Regions from separate parts of the Mus musculus genome. Here regions 1, 2, 3 and 4 are each linked to region 5. The links are chromatin contacts, called in public HiChIP or PLAC-seq, Micro-C and promoter capture Hi-C maps. All regions are on one chromosome and are shown on one strand. The core of a region is the stretch at or near the end of the contact, and the rest is flanking DNA. Distances in the headings are between cores, read along the strand shown.

Region 1 (2,700 bases), core at 26-2,525, 370 kb before region 5:
TACCTGCCTCTCTCTCCCAAGTGCTGGTATTAAAGGTGTGCACTTCTGGGTCCTAATGTCATCTTTAGGGCATGTTGCAATTTTCTTATTGTATACATGTTACTTTAATGTAACAGTAGTGTATGGTGACTAAATATTAATACTCATTTTACTAAGTCTTTATCATACTATAATAGCAGTTACCTTCTTCTTGGAGACTTTAGTAAATAGTCTGTTTTAGCTGACCTCAAACTCACAGAGTTCCACTGTCCTCTTCCTCCTGAGTGTGTGGAATTAAAGGCATGTGCCACTATGCCCAGGGCCAAAACCCAAACCAACCCAAACCAAACTTAAAAACTTTTCATTTGTCCTCAGACAACCCCTGGGCCACACATCCTCATGAGCAGTGGTCCATGCACATCCGCACATAGAATGTAAATAAATGAATGTACTGTGTTTTAAAAGAATGTATGAAATTATTCCTAATGATTGTACATTATGATGTTTCACAGCAAGGCTTCTAGATTCTAAGATTGCAGTCATTACTTAGCAATCTCCAGCTGTAAATATTTGAAAATCCCACTCCAGGAAAGGGCTGTTTCTATATTCTGCTTTCATGGTGTAACCTTAAATGTGGACTCCAAATCAAACTGACCTGTTGTATATGGCTTCCACCTTAAATCTCAGGCTCCTACCAATTCAAACAAAACATGGTGGAGAGAGCGATACGTGGACCAAATTATCCCAGGGGATTCTTCATTGGAGACACATTATAGTCACAGGAGTCTTATATTTAAGTATATATAATATTTTTCTTGCTTGCACGCTTGAGTGATGCACAGCCTTATGTAATAGGGAACCCGACTTGTATGGGTCCTGAAAGACCTAGGGGAAGAGTGTTATACAGAGTGCCACCCAAGGCACACAGGGCAGCTAAGAATTCATTCCTCTCCCCTTGCGCATCCCCATCCCTCTCGTCACCCAGTCCTAGATGGCCTCCTACACATCCTTAGCACTCTCCTCTCTTTTCCACCAAGGCACCCCCAAATCCCATGGGCGGGCCTGAGCAGAAGCCCCGCCCCAACTTCAGGCCCCGCCTCCTTCGGCCGGGTAGCCCCACCCCCTACGGGGATTGCCAGGCGCGGGACTAGGGGCGGAGCGGCAGGATGCGGGGCAGGGGCGGACCCGGTCCAGGCGCCGGGAGGGGCGGAGTTGCAGCGTCGCCCTTCACAGCTCGCAGCGGGATGAGAGGCGGGCCCGGAGGCGGGCCCGAGGGCGGGGTCAGGGGCGGACCCGGGCCAGGCGCAGGGAGGGGCGGAGTTGTGGCGTCGCCCTTCGCCACTGCTTGCGGCGGCGGAGCCTCGGGGGCGGGGAAGCTGGCGACAGGGCCGCTGGGGTCTTGTGGTCCTACAGAATCGTGGGCAGCGGGACCCGGCAGTCAGCAGAGGAACATGGCGCCCTGGACACTCTGGCGCTGCTGCCAACGCGTGGTGGGCTGGGTTCCGGTGCTCTTCATCACCTTTGTGGTCGTCTGGTCCTACTACGCGTACGTGGTGGAGCTGTGCGTGAGTGAGTACGGGAGGCGCGGGCGGCGGGCCGGGCCGCGGGTGGCAGGCCGAGGCCTCGGCGCCGCGTTCTGATTCCGCGGGGCGGCCTGCGCTTCCCCAGCCCGTGGGTTCCACGTCCGAGGGTTCCGGCCCGCGCTTCTCCGGCGGTGGGGGCCCCTGTCCGTGGGTTTCTGCCCACGGCTCGCTGCTCGAGGGGTCCCGAGTTCGGGCCTGCGCGCCGCCCACGCTCCAAGCTTCCGGGTGGCTGCAGTCGCCTTGGGGCTCCCACCCTTCTGTGACGGAATGCTCACAAAGGCCTTTCCTTTTGAACTAGAGAACCCCTTCTGAGACGGCTTGTGAGGTCAGTTTGGCTAAAACACACGCACACACGCACAAAGAAATCTTTTCCTCCCAGATTGTTGCTCCCCAAACTGCGCGAGAAGAAGCGCGTAAGCTGAAAGCAGCCTGGGGGCCTGGGAGGGAGGTGTGTCTCCCGGGTCTGCAGTGTGGGCTCAGCCCCTGGTCTGAGCTGTATTTGACCCTTTTTAATATTCATCTGGGGGTCTCAGTGCTGGATTTACACAAAATGTTGTTTTGAGGCACAAGGAATTGAACAAGAGAGGTGCAAGCTCAATGACTTTTTTTTTTTGCCTGTTTACTTTGTAGGTTTGTATTGCTTATACCTTTAGTTTTAGGGCTTTGGTTTAGTTTTACTTTTGCTATTTTTCTTATTTAATTTTTTTTACCGTATGGTTCTTACCTGATTTCCTGGGATAAAGGAATAGCGTTGCATTATACTTACATGACTTAGCCGATTGGTTCATTGTCATTAACACCCTAGGCCATTACTATGTCAGTGATACTAAATAATTGCCTGTAAGCTTTGAGTGTGCGTTCTATACCTACTGGCTCTTTACTGTGTTCGTCTCCCGTCAGCATTATTAAATAAAACCCTAAGAAAAAGCAGTCCCTTGGTTTCCCAGAAGTGATGTGGTTTTAATTTTCAGACAGAGCCCTCGGTTATCTGAAGGACAGATTTTCTTTGGGGAAAAACATACGGGGTAAATACAAGAATGAAAAAAAAAAAAAATCGGGCTGGTGAGATGGCTCAGCGGGTAAGGGAACTGATTGCTCTTTCGAAGGTCCTGAGTTCAAATCCCAGCAACCACATGGT
Region 2 (2,700 bases), core at 166-2,665, 390 kb before region 5:
GGACAGAAAGAGGGGAAGGAGCAGAAGGAGGGGAGGAGCAGAAGGAGGGGAGGAGCAGAAGGAGGGAGAAGAGGGAAGAAGCAGCTGATGACTGCATTCACCTTGAGAGGGGAGAGAGCACAAAGATTGGCCTGAGTCCCCAAGAAAGCTCTGAGCAGTATACAAATTAAGACAAGACACCAACCCATACTTACCAGATTGGCAAAAAGTAGGATGTGATCTAGGAGTGTTAGCATGGACTCAGGAAACAAGATCCCTGTGTCTGCTGGCTACACACTGACAATCTTAAGGAAACTTAGAGCAAGCCTGCCTCCTGGCCAAATGTCCCCAGAGAAACATGCTAACGGTCAGAGGGTGGCTCCAAGGGCTTCCTGTCAGGACTGCCTGCACCAGTGTCCACCACTAAAGAAATAAATTGTGCCAAGGAAGATGGCACTGAGTTAGAACTGAACAGCAGGAATATAAGTCCATGTAGTAAGCTGAAGACGCAGGGGGTGAGACCTAGACCGACCACAGTTTATGTAAATCAGCAACTAGAGCTACTGACGTGGCCCAGCAGATAAAGGTGCTTGCCACCAAGCCTGACCATCTGAGTTCAAGCCCTGGAACCCACCTGGTGGGAGGATAGAATACGGTCCTACAAGTTGTCCTCTGACTGCCACATACATGTGCACTATGGATCTCTTTGAGTTCAAGGCCATCCTGGCCTACATAGAGAGCTCCAAGACAGCCAGGGCTACATAAAGAAACCCTGTCTCCAATAAATAAAACTTCAAGAGCCTATGAGATAGTTCAGTGACTAAAGGCACTTGCTGTCAAGGCTGATGACCTGATTTCAGTCCTCGGGACCCACATATTGGAAAGAAAGAACTTGACTCCCAAAAGTTGCCTTGTAATCTCCACATGGCCCTCGCACCCATAAATAAGTAAAAATAAATACATAAATAAAATCTTAATTTAAATTACTTTTTAATGTAGGCACATTAAGAATCATCATAAGAAAGAATACATGTTCTCAAAATGTGGAGTTCAAATTGACAGTACAACCTCAGCCGGGCGTTGGTGGCGCACGCCTTTAATTCCAGCACTCTGGCGGATTTCTGAGTTCGAGGCCAGCCTGGTCTGCAGAGTGGGTTCCAGGACAGCCAGGGCTATACAGAGAAACCCTGTCTCGAAAAAAAAAGAGAGAGAGCGTGACACAGTACAACCTCGTCAGCACCGTAGGATAATTGAGACAAAAAGAGAAAAGTGATCGCAGTCTCAGTGCGGACGCTTTCAAAGAAATAGAATTCAACACGAAAGTCCCACAAGATGGCGCCCTTGCATCCCAAAACCATGCCCAGGCACCCGCACGGAAGAAGGTAGGAGCAAGGCAAGGACTGTCTCAAAGGCCAGTCTGAAAGAAAACACTGCAGGCAGCATGAACTGCCACGCCCTGGTGAGTATTCAGAAGACTGCGCCTGCTGCCCGCTGGTTGGCGACGGGCTGTATTTGAAGAGGAAGGAAATGAAGCCCGGGGCAGTTCCTTCCGAGTCTTCACCACCAGAGCTTTTCTGATGGCGGTGTGCCTTTGTTTTGGTGGAATCGATCCTCCTTCCACGAGAGTGAAGTGAGAGATGACGTTTTTTTGCTTACAGCATTCGGGTTTGCAGAGGATTTGTGAGAAGTATTTGATGGTGAGAAAAACACTAATTCTAAGGCCCAGAAAAAGACAAACTATGACTATTTTCTCCTCAAATATATTGAGTCATAATTTTATCAACTATCATTACAGCATCATTTCAGAGACTAAAATCTGGAAATCACATAAATATCCAGCACCATGAAGAGGGATAAGTAGATTATATGATTGAATTCTTGGCGACCACTTCAAGTGTGAGAGGGTATGCTGGGCTAGTCTTCTGTTAACTTGACACAAGCTTGAGTCACCTGAAAGAAGGGAGCCGCAATTGAGAAAATGCCTCCTTAAGATCCAGCTTTAAGGGTGTTTTGTCAATTAATGATCATGGAGGAGTATCAGGCCCATGTGTGTGGTGCTGTCCCTGGGCAGGTGATCCTGGGTTCTATAAGAAAGCAGACTGAGAAGTCAGTAAGCAGAACCCTCCATGGCCTCTGCATCAGCTCCTGCCTCCAGGTTCCTGCCCTGTCTGAGTTCCAAACCTGACATCCTTTGGTGACGAACAGCAGTGTGGAAGTATAAGCTGAATAAACCCTTTCCTCCCCAGCTTGCTTTTGGTCATGGTGTTTCATTGCAGCAATAGAAACCCTAATTAAGACAGTGTATAAATTAAGTTGCAGGATCCTGCAGATGGAAAAGGGATTGTCTCACTGTTCCAGCCTCCTTTTTCCATACACACTGGGCTCTATGATGCTAGGCAGCGACCTGGGGATGCTGGTTGCCTTTACCTGCTGGCTGGCAGCATCCTGACCTCTGCCCACAGTGAGCAGTACAAGGGAGGCTTCAAGCCTGGGGTTGGAAAACAAGCCCTGTGATATCTCCAGTCTCGGCCTGCATCCCTGCATCATCCCTGCAGTACCAGTCTCTGGCTGCTTTTTTTTTTTTTTTTTTTTTTTTTTTTTTTTTTTGGCAAGCCTAGAACCAACTCCATTGTTTGTGCTCTCCGAAGCCCCACTAGCCTTTTCCTCTGGGCATCCTTTCCTAATCGCGTAGGACTGACTGTTCCTTCAAGCCTCTAGACT
Region 3 (2,700 bases), core at 45-2,544, 470 kb before region 5:
AGCTTTGAAAGATTACAAAAAAAAAAAAAAAATCCAAAGAAAAATAATGGCTGTTGCTAAATGCCATGCATAGGGCCTGACAGCACTGACCTGTACATGCAAATGTTGTCAAAATGCTAACGTCCTGTACATTTTACTTCATTCAAACACCAAATTTTAGGGGCTGAGTAGACAGCTCATCAGTTAAGAGTGTTCTCTGCTCTACCAGAGCACCAGAGGTCCATTCTCAGCACCCATATCAGGCTGATCACAACTGCCTCTATCTCCAGCTACAACACCCTCTTCTGGACTCTGGGGGCACCCACCCATATGTGGCATAAATACACAGAGGCATACACATAAAAAATGAGTCTTGATAAATAAATATAAAGGGCATTTAGCTATAAAAAACGGAGATCTGTAAGGGTGAGCATGTACACATATTCTTTCCTTTTTTCCTTTTGACACAGGATTTCACTATGTAGTTATGGGTGGCCTGGAACTCACTGCGCAGACCAGAGGTCAGAAAACAACTTATAGGACTCTCTTCTCTGACTTCTAACTCAGGTAGGCAGGCTTGGCATGAAGTGCCTTTATCCACTGAACCAACTGTCTCAAGTGACTCACTATAATCAGACATGTGACATTTGGGGCAAATATAATATCGTCAATATTTTCAGCCCCTTACCCTAGCCTCTTTGAGGATGAAATTCTACTGTTGCATCAACACCCACAGTGGTTATACCCAGCACCCTCTGCCGCTTACTGTTAGAAGTGTTTCCCTCTCCAGCTCTAAATGTGCCCACTTACGACTGACATAGGCTTTCCCGAGAGAGCTAAAGATGCTATGTTTAAGTCTATCGACTGAAAAACCATGCTAAATCTAATTTGATTCCGCATTTATCATCAACACCCTTCTTAGTCCCTATTCTTAATCTAGTTTGTCCAATATATTCCACCCAGAATCTATTACCCTTCCTTTAGTCTAATTTCATGGGGGGGGGGGGGTAGAGACCAGAAGGGGGCGCTGGATGCCCTGGAGCTGGACTTATCTGTGGCCTTAAGTCTCCGGAATCCAGCTGTGGTGCTCTGGAAGGGCAGCAAGCACCCTTCACCCCTGAGCCATCCCTGCAGCCCCTTCTTGGCCCACAGTGGTGACCTGACCTGTTAGGACAGTTAACCAGCTAACTCATGTCCTTTGCCTTGGAAACTGTCACCGGAGCCGAGGGTCACCTCAAAACCACGCTTGAACGTCGAGGAAGCAGCCACACCTAGCAACACACGCGCAGAGCACGGTGGAGGGTGATGAGCTCTCGCGAGAGCCCAACTCTGTTCTCGGGCAACAGACGGTGAGGGCGGGGCGCGACGCTCGGGCGCTTCCGCAAAGATGGCGGCGGCTGCGGGAAGAAGCGCTTGGCTGGCGGCCTGGGGCGGAAGGCTGCGGCGCGGGCTCGCGGCCGGCCGACGAGCTGTGCCGACTCGCGGCCCTCTCGCAGCGGCTGTGGCCGGGGTAGCCCTGGCAGGCGCAGGAGCGGCATGGCATCACGGCCGCGTGAAAGCAGCCGCGCGCGAGGGCTCCCGAACGGTGTCGGCGCAGGTACGGCTCAGCCCGGCCCCGCCCTCAGGCACCCCTGGGAGGGGGGCGGAGGCACAGGAGACCCTAGGCGCCTGGCACGAGCCTGGAGGGCCTGGGGGGTTCCGGGAGGAGGCGGCGGGAGGCCCCGCCCGGGATGCGTGTGGGCGTGGCTGGGGCACGCCTCTGCCCACCTGGTGGATGGAGAAGGGTCCTTGACGTTTGCGGGGGCTGGGCACCCCTTAGTTAGCCTGCATCGTTAAAGAGTTCCCTGGTCGCTTCTTTGTTGAAAAGGGTGGCGTCGACCTACTGTGTGAGCCACACACCCCCCCAGTCTAGAGAATATCAACTCTAAAAGTTAAACAGCTGATAGTTGCAGATTTTATCAATTCCAATGACAGCTGTTACATAAGTCGAAACCGTAATGTTTTAGTGGACCCCGCCTACGCGGCAAAACAAGTTTTCCTAAACCTGAGCTGTCAGGATGCAAATGTTAAGTACCCTACTTCAAGATGAACCCGGTCTTGTAAAACCTTGGAAAGTTTGAATGTACTCTCTAAGATTTTTATAGAGAGAGGCATTTCAGTGTTTTGGGTTTTAGGGTTTTTAAAATTAAAAGCAGTTTTTTATTTTCCTTATTTGCTAGGTTTCTGTTACCTAGTTCTAGTGGGAAAACTCAAGCATTAAAATACAACAAAAAGAAAAGCATACCTTACAGATTAAAGGTTGGTAACTGTTTGATTATTGAACAGTTTATACAAACATTGACTCCAACCTCACACCACATCAGAGGTGGAAAAAGCTACACAAGCATTATAGACTACTTTTTAATGTTTTCTGTGATTTGTTTTCATTTTATATGTATGAGTGTTTTGCCTGCGTGTATGTGTGTACACTGAATGCAGACCTGATGCCCAAATGCCATAAGCTTGCATTGGGCCCCTAGAACTAGAGTTACAGGTGATCCTAAGGGACCACAAGAGTGCTGGGAACTGAACCTGGGCCCTCTATAAGAGCAGCAAGAGCCCTTAACCACTGAGCCATCTCTCCAGCCCCAACATTTTTGTTCATTCTATGTCAACCAAATTTATTGTTCATTATTGGTTTTTCTGTTTGCATATTCAATTCCATCCTATCCAGAACCTTAG
Region 4 (2,700 bases), core at 36-2,535, 420 kb after region 5:
AAAGCATGTACCTTCAGCCATGGTCCTTTCATTGAAAGCCAATCCTTCGACCAGACGGGCCTTGTCAGAATGAATCAGTCTCTTCACTGCGTGTAAAGCTAATCTGAAGGAACTTTGTGGGGATGTGCCGTTTTCATTCCAAACCTGGCAGCTGTAGGACTCGGGTTGCAAGTAGTAAGGTGAAGCTAGCTGGCCTAGGTATCCCAAAGCGTAGCTAGCTCTTGTGAATGTCCACCGTAACTCCTCTCAAAACTATCCAGACAGCCAAGCAATGTGGAACACCGAGCCCTCAAAACCCACGAACAGCTTGGCGGAGAGAGGTAGATGCAGGCTGCCCAGGTCTTCCCAGCATCCTGGACTCCAAGAGGGATGGGCTTGCCTAACCTCTTCTGCTCCCCCCCCCCTTCCGCATCCCCTGCACCGGCAGAATCTGGGTGCCCCTTCCTTGCAATGCTTTCAGTTGTGGAAAAGAGGACACAGAGAGCGGGGGCACAGGCAGAGAACCCTCCAGAGACTGTGACAAGTCCACTTCCAGGCCAGCCCTGGAGACGCACCTCTACATCTTCTTCTGTCCTAGCCACTGGCACCCTGTTCAAAGTGATCGAATTAAATCGGGAATTCAAAGAAATAGAAGCCAGAATTTGGCCAGCCCTGGCGGCGCCCTCTGTTAGTCTGCCTTGAACCCGAATTCTAGATGCCTCAGCTCACTGCACTACGGGAGAGGAGTCTCCTGTGCGCTACTGGAAGCTGCAGGCCAACACAAAACTGTACCGTCCGTTTATCTAACACGCACACACACACACACACACACACACACACACACACACAAGTATATATAATATTACTACAGCGAAGCTTCGAATATAACAGCACACTTTCCACTAGTGAGAGTAGTAAGAGCAACATCAACTCTCTTTCAACATCACCCAATCCCCCAAAAGCGAGTAGCTGGGACTTGGAGCTTTGCGACCTGCGTCCTGGGTGAAGACACAGGTCTACCAGCTCTGTTCAGGCTGCGCTCGGGACAGGACACTGGAAGAGCCTTGAGCTCAAAGAGAGCTGGGGGTGGGGTGGGGCGGAGTGGGGTGGGGAGTGACCTAGGCTCCAGGAGAGCTCGCGACTCGGCGGGCCCTGACGGCTCTGGGTGCCCGGAGAGCCCCGCCCGTGGCGCTGGGGGTGGCGGGCTACTGGGAGCCGCCTCCTCCGCAACTTTCTCAATCGCTCCAGGGTGAGAGAGGCGGGGTGAGGGCTTTGGTTAAAAGGCGCCGCGGCCAACAGGTGTCCAGGATCGCAGCGCGCGGCGCGCTCCGCTCTCCCAACTCGCAGCCAGTCGGCGGCGCTCCAGTCCACTGAGCGCAGCCTCCACCGGGACCCGCGGCGACCAGCACAGGATCAGCCGGCGACCCATTTCGGACCAACCCAGGAGCGGCCCCGGGACCCGCTTCAGACCTGCTCCTTACCGGGGACAGCGCCTCGCCGCTTCCCGCCACCCAACGCTGCACGCTCCTCCGGACACAGGTGCGACCGCCAATCCGCGCCACCGAGTCACACTGGTGTAACCCGCCCCCGACCGCAACGCCCCACGGTGGCTGGGGCGCGAGACTCAGCCAGTAGGGACGCGTGAGGTGCGAGGAGGGGTGCGGGCCGCCACGGTCCTGGGAAACCGAGGCCGGAACGCGCTGCGCGGTCCCTACGGGCCACCGCCACCCGTGCATAGGGACCCGAGCTGTGAACGCGTTTCTTCGGCTGCAGGCGTCTGGCCCGGCTCGGGGTTGGAGCCGGCTGCTCTCACCGCCGCGCACAGCCTGAGCCGGGAGGTCCCGCACAGCGCGGGGTGGGGAGGGACGCGGGGGCCAGGCTGTTCCGCGCACGACTGCGACGTGTCGCCAGTATTCCTTCGCTAGAATTTTCCCGAGGCCTCCTGGCTGCGTTGTCTGCCGCCATTGAAAAGTTTTTAGCTAACCGAAAGCTGAGCAGGAAAACTCAGTTTCATTTGTTAAGCAGGAAGCCTCCGTGGGAAGACACTGACCTTTACCACCTAAAGCACTGGGGTGACGTGGGCGACCGCCCAAAACGCGCGGCCGTAGCCGCTCCCGCGAGCTGGGGAACCCCAACCTGCACTCGGGTGGAGATTTTGATTGCTTTTTTTTTTTTTCTTTCCTTAAATGCTTTTTAAGGATTTGCGTCCAGGCGGGACGTTACAGCTGGAAGGGAAGGCACAGGTTCACAGATGGCGTGCTGCTGAGAAACTTGTCCCTTAGGACAATTGCATCAGCCCCTTGGTGCTGCCTCAATGGAAGGGAAGGGAGCGTAGGCCTAAATGGGACCCATTGCTCAGGTCCACGGGATTGTCCTGAGAAGCCTGGCTCAGTCATGGCTACACTTACCCCGGAGTCCTTTGGGAACTATGGGCAAAGCCAGTGAATTATGAGAAGGGTGGAGGGTGCGGTGGGGTCAGCATCTAGAGGCAGTCCACCAGCTCCCCGAAGTATCCTTTAAGGCAAATAAGGGTCATATGCAGTATATACTATAAACATGGAGAAGCTCCCTTCTACTCAGGAGCGAATGATTCACCGGTTCAAGGCAATCTCCAGGTGTCCCATGCCAGGTAGGGACCTGCGTGTGACCTAGTCCTAAGGCCAGCCTGGAAATCACCTCCTACACCACAGTTGAATATTGACGATTTCACCTGCTGGCTTA
Region 5 (2,700 bases), core at 69-2,568:
AAAAAGGGTCATGTGGCCTGGTTCTTCATGGTGTATCTGGCAGAGAATTGGTATTTATTGCATAACAAATACAGAAGCAGCATTTCTTCAAAGATCGTGACAGACCTTTGTAGAAACCAATCGCTCCCAATTTAGTTATACCATCTGCCTCTCCTAGCCCCTCCCTGAGCTCTAGGACCAGTAGACACCCGCCTTACCTGGCCTGCCCCCCGTGGTTCATCCCAGTAGTTCCACCCGGCCCCACCCATCACCTCCGTCCGCTCCTCAGACCCCGCCCCTCGGGCACTACACCATCTCCATAGCACCACCCGACCGTCTTGCCACTCCCCTCCCGCTCCAGCCGATCCCACCCGATCCCCCTCACGACCCCTTCCTTCAAGCACCGTCCACCTATACCGCTCCAGTGGCAGCCGGGCCCCGCCCAGGCCCCACCCGACCCCGCCCACCACGTGCTCCGCCCCGCCCCTCGGCCCCGCCCTCCAACGGACTCCACCCTGCCCCACCCACCTGTTCTGCAGGCCCCGCCCCTCCCCTCGGGCCCGCTCACCTGTACGCCCAGGGCGACACGCTGCGCAGGTTGGTGGGTGGCCGGAAGCGGCGGTCGGCGGCCCTGCCCCCGGCCGGGCAGCTGGCATTGCGCGCCTGCTCGCGCGGCCCGAGCTGCAGCGTGTGGTGGAAGGCGCTGAGCACGCCGGCCGCCAGCCGCCCGTACAGCTGCTCCAGGAGCTCCTCCGGCCGGTCCGCGCAGTCCCGCGGCCGCGCCGGGCGCCTCCCGGTCCTCAGCGCGCCCGCCGCGCGGCCCGGCGCCAGTGCCAGCAGGAAGCCGACCGCGAGCATCCAGACCTGCGGGACAGGCCGAGCTCAGCGTCGCGGGACCCGCCCGGCGCTCCGCACACCGTGAGGCCCTCCCCGAGCATGGGCGCCGCGCGGGCCGGCCCCCGAGCGCCGTCCCCGCCCGCCCGCCGCCCGCGCGGTCCCCGGGGCCCGGCCCGCCGCCGGCCCGCGCGCCCCCGGCCCCCGCCGCCGCCGCCGCCCAGAGCCGGAGCCCGCGCGGGGGGCGGGTGCGGGGCGCGCGTGCACGTGTGCGTGTGCCTGCCGGGCTGCTGCGCGGCGGGCTGCGAGTGCCTGTGAGACGCCTCTCCGGGCCGTCCCGCCGTCCTCCCCCCGTCCCTCTGCCCCAGCCCGGCCTCGGCCATGCCTCGCCGGTACCCCCGAGGGCGCTCACCAGTGTCCCCAACATCGCGTCGCCGTGATGCTTTCCAGACTTGTTAGGAGGGGGGCTGAAGGCTCTTCTGCGAAGTAAATAAGGGCGCCGCACACGCGGGGCGTGTGGCCTGCGGGCTGGGTGTCGCCCCTACAGAAGTGGACTGGCGGTCCGCCTGGCTGGAGGAGGAGGAGGTGGTGACTGGCCTCGACGCCTCGGCACGGACCAGTGGGGCCTCGGGGATGCAGTCGAGAGGCCGACTTTGGCTCAGAGGAAACGGATTTCTCTAGACATTGAAGCGGTCCAGGAGCTGGACAGGCCACTTGGAAATGAATGAACTCCAACCTAGAAGGACTCTCCTTCTTGCGACCACTTCCTCTTCTGGGATTTCATAGTTCGAAGAATTATACAAGAGATTAAAAAACAGTTATGTTCTGTTAGGCTAGAAGGAGGCTGTTTTCCCTTAAATACTCATAAAATGACTCCATGCCTCTTATTCAGCTAAGGGCCGAGTAATAAATACCCTCCCCCACCTGACACATGCTGTAAATGGGCATCTCTTGGTCTAGTTTTACAGTGTTGGAGAACTCAATCATGGTAATTAATTGTGTGAGCAGACATGTAAAATGAGCCTAAAGTTCTGTGAATAAATTAAGGGGAATCAGCTCAAATGAAGGACTCTATTGAATCTGAAGAGAGCTTGCTCACTTACTTGTTCATTATTTAAATGCCTTGCTTACCAGGCATCCAGCTAGTGAATATGATTACTTTTGAGCATTTACGCTTTGAGAATAAAGAGAAATGGCTGAGACTAGCTGAACGCTTTTTGAAAGTGTGCAAAATATTTTTTTGACTCCCTAAAACGGCTTGCAGCTTTGGGTTTTAACCAAGTTGTAAACCAGTGGTTAACTGCGTTTCAGTTCTGCTATGCAGAAAAACACTTGCCTTCAATGTTTTAAAACTGAAATACTTTGTAGCGGCTCTACCTTTAAAAGTCCCTTCAAACCTTACAGCTTAAAACATTTTACAATTCCTAGTAAACACATTTGGGTTTATGAAACACTTTGACTCGCACATAAATTGTTAACGTTGTCTCCTTCCTAGTAAAAAAACGGGAATAAAGACATCAGCACTCAAGTACTACTAATTTTCCATTTGAAAGGTACAGCGTAGGAGTATTTTCGAGGCGAGCTTGTCATTACCAGAGTTCCACGGAACTACTCACTGTGCTAATCAACAAAGTACCTTCCAGTGTCTGACCAGTTTGTGGAAGCCTCCAGTTACTGAAAACTTAAACTGAGTAGAGCATAAGATTCATTTGTGATTAAACAGGGGAGCAAAGGCTATAAATAGGTGCAGATTAAATAAAAAGTTCCCAGATCTGAGCATTTTATGAAGATACAAACATGTTAATAATTATTCCAGACTTGAGGCTGGGGAGATGTCTCGGTGGGTAAATGGGTTGTTGTGTTCTAGGGGTGGCCCAGGTTCTATGC

Evidence for each region. Promoter capture Hi-C pulls out the DNA fragments that hold promoters and counts their contacts. A called contact is a pair of places that touch in the nucleus more often than the background predicts. HiChIP or PLAC-seq counts read pairs in DNA pulled down with a chosen protein or histone mark.
Region 1: a Micro-C map of embryonic stem cells shows a contact between it and region 5, with 5 times the contacts expected there. The contact joins the promoter of Zdhhc20 here to the promoter of Il17d in region 5. A contact is called at or near these places in 1 of 39 promoter capture datasets (pre-B cells), 6 of 484 Hi-C or Micro-C datasets (the HPC-7 cell line, embryonic stem cells and nephron progenitors) and 1 of 115 datasets of contacts at active chromatin or transcription factors (memory CD8 T cells).
Region 2: an H3K4me3 HiChIP or PLAC-seq map of bone marrow-derived macrophages shows a contact between it and region 5, with 5 times the contacts expected there. The contact joins the enhancer-like site here to the promoter of Il17d in region 5. A contact is called at or near these places in 7 of 484 Hi-C or Micro-C datasets (the HL-1 cell line, the HPC-7 cell line, embryonic fibroblasts and 2 more) and 3 of 115 datasets of contacts at active chromatin or transcription factors (bone marrow-derived macrophages, embryonic stem cells and pancreatic cancer cells).
Region 3: a contact with region 5 is called in a promoter capture Hi-C map of pre-B cells, with 4 times the contacts expected there. The contact joins the promoter of 3110083C13Rik here to the promoter of Il17d in region 5. A contact is called at or near these places in 2 of 39 promoter capture datasets (neutrophils and pre-B cells), 1 of 484 Hi-C or Micro-C datasets (embryonic stem cells), 1 of 115 datasets of contacts at active chromatin or transcription factors (memory CD8 T cells) and 1 of 9 other capture datasets (liver).
Region 4: a FOXA1 HiChIP or PLAC-seq map of pancreatic cancer cells shows a contact between it and region 5. The contact joins the promoter of Gjb2 here to the promoter of Il17d in region 5. A contact is called at or near these places in 18 of 39 promoter capture datasets (the 3T3-L1 cell line, 3T3-L1-derived adipocytes, the C10 cell line and 9 more), 1 of 484 Hi-C or Micro-C datasets (embryonic stem cells), 1 of 115 datasets of contacts at active chromatin or transcription factors (pancreatic cancer cells) and 1 of 9 other capture datasets (liver).

What each region holds. Positions count from the first base shown.
Region 1 is chr14:57,888,911-57,891,610 of GRCm38.p6, reverse strand. It overlaps Zdhhc20 (zinc finger, DHHC domain containing 20), which reads left to right and starts at 1,275. Exons shown (of 13, transcript NM_029492.5): 1 at 1,275-1,548. The coding sequence starts at 1,431.
Region 2 is chr14:57,909,391-57,912,090 of GRCm38.p6, reverse strand. No RefSeq gene overlaps it. Among named protein-coding and RNA genes, the nearest start is that of Zdhhc20, 20 kb to the right of the region's middle. Within about 2 kb of position 1,415, at least 286 of the 459 cell types and tissues checked have an H3K27ac peak or open chromatin away from gene starts, as enhancers often do. A contact at or near this core is called in the HL-1 cell line, the HPC-7 cell line, bone marrow-derived macrophages and 4 more, where this site is marked.
Region 3 is chr14:57,997,906-58,000,605 of GRCm38.p6, reverse strand. 3110083C13Rik (RIKEN cDNA 3110083C13 gene) reads right to left here and starts at 1,294. Exons shown (of 2, transcript NR_166770.1): 1 at 1,144-1,294. Micu2 (mitochondrial calcium uptake 2) reads left to right here and starts at 1,344. Exons shown (of 12, transcript NM_028643.3): 1 at 1,344-1,576. The coding sequence starts at 1,367.
Region 4 is chr14:57,103,287-57,105,986 of GRCm38.p6, reverse strand. Gjb2 (gap junction protein, beta 2) reads left to right here and starts at 1,285. Exons shown (of 2, transcript NM_008125.3): 1 at 1,285-1,518. Gm32912 (a long non-coding RNA gene) reads right to left here and starts at 1,322. Exons shown (of 5, transcript XR_383459.4): 1 at 1-1,322.
Region 5 is chr14:57,523,447-57,526,146 of GRCm38.p6, reverse strand. Il17d (interleukin 17D) reads right to left here and starts at 1,318. Exons shown (of 3, transcript NM_145837.3): 1 at 1,226-1,318; 2 at 548-843. The coding sequence starts at 1,240.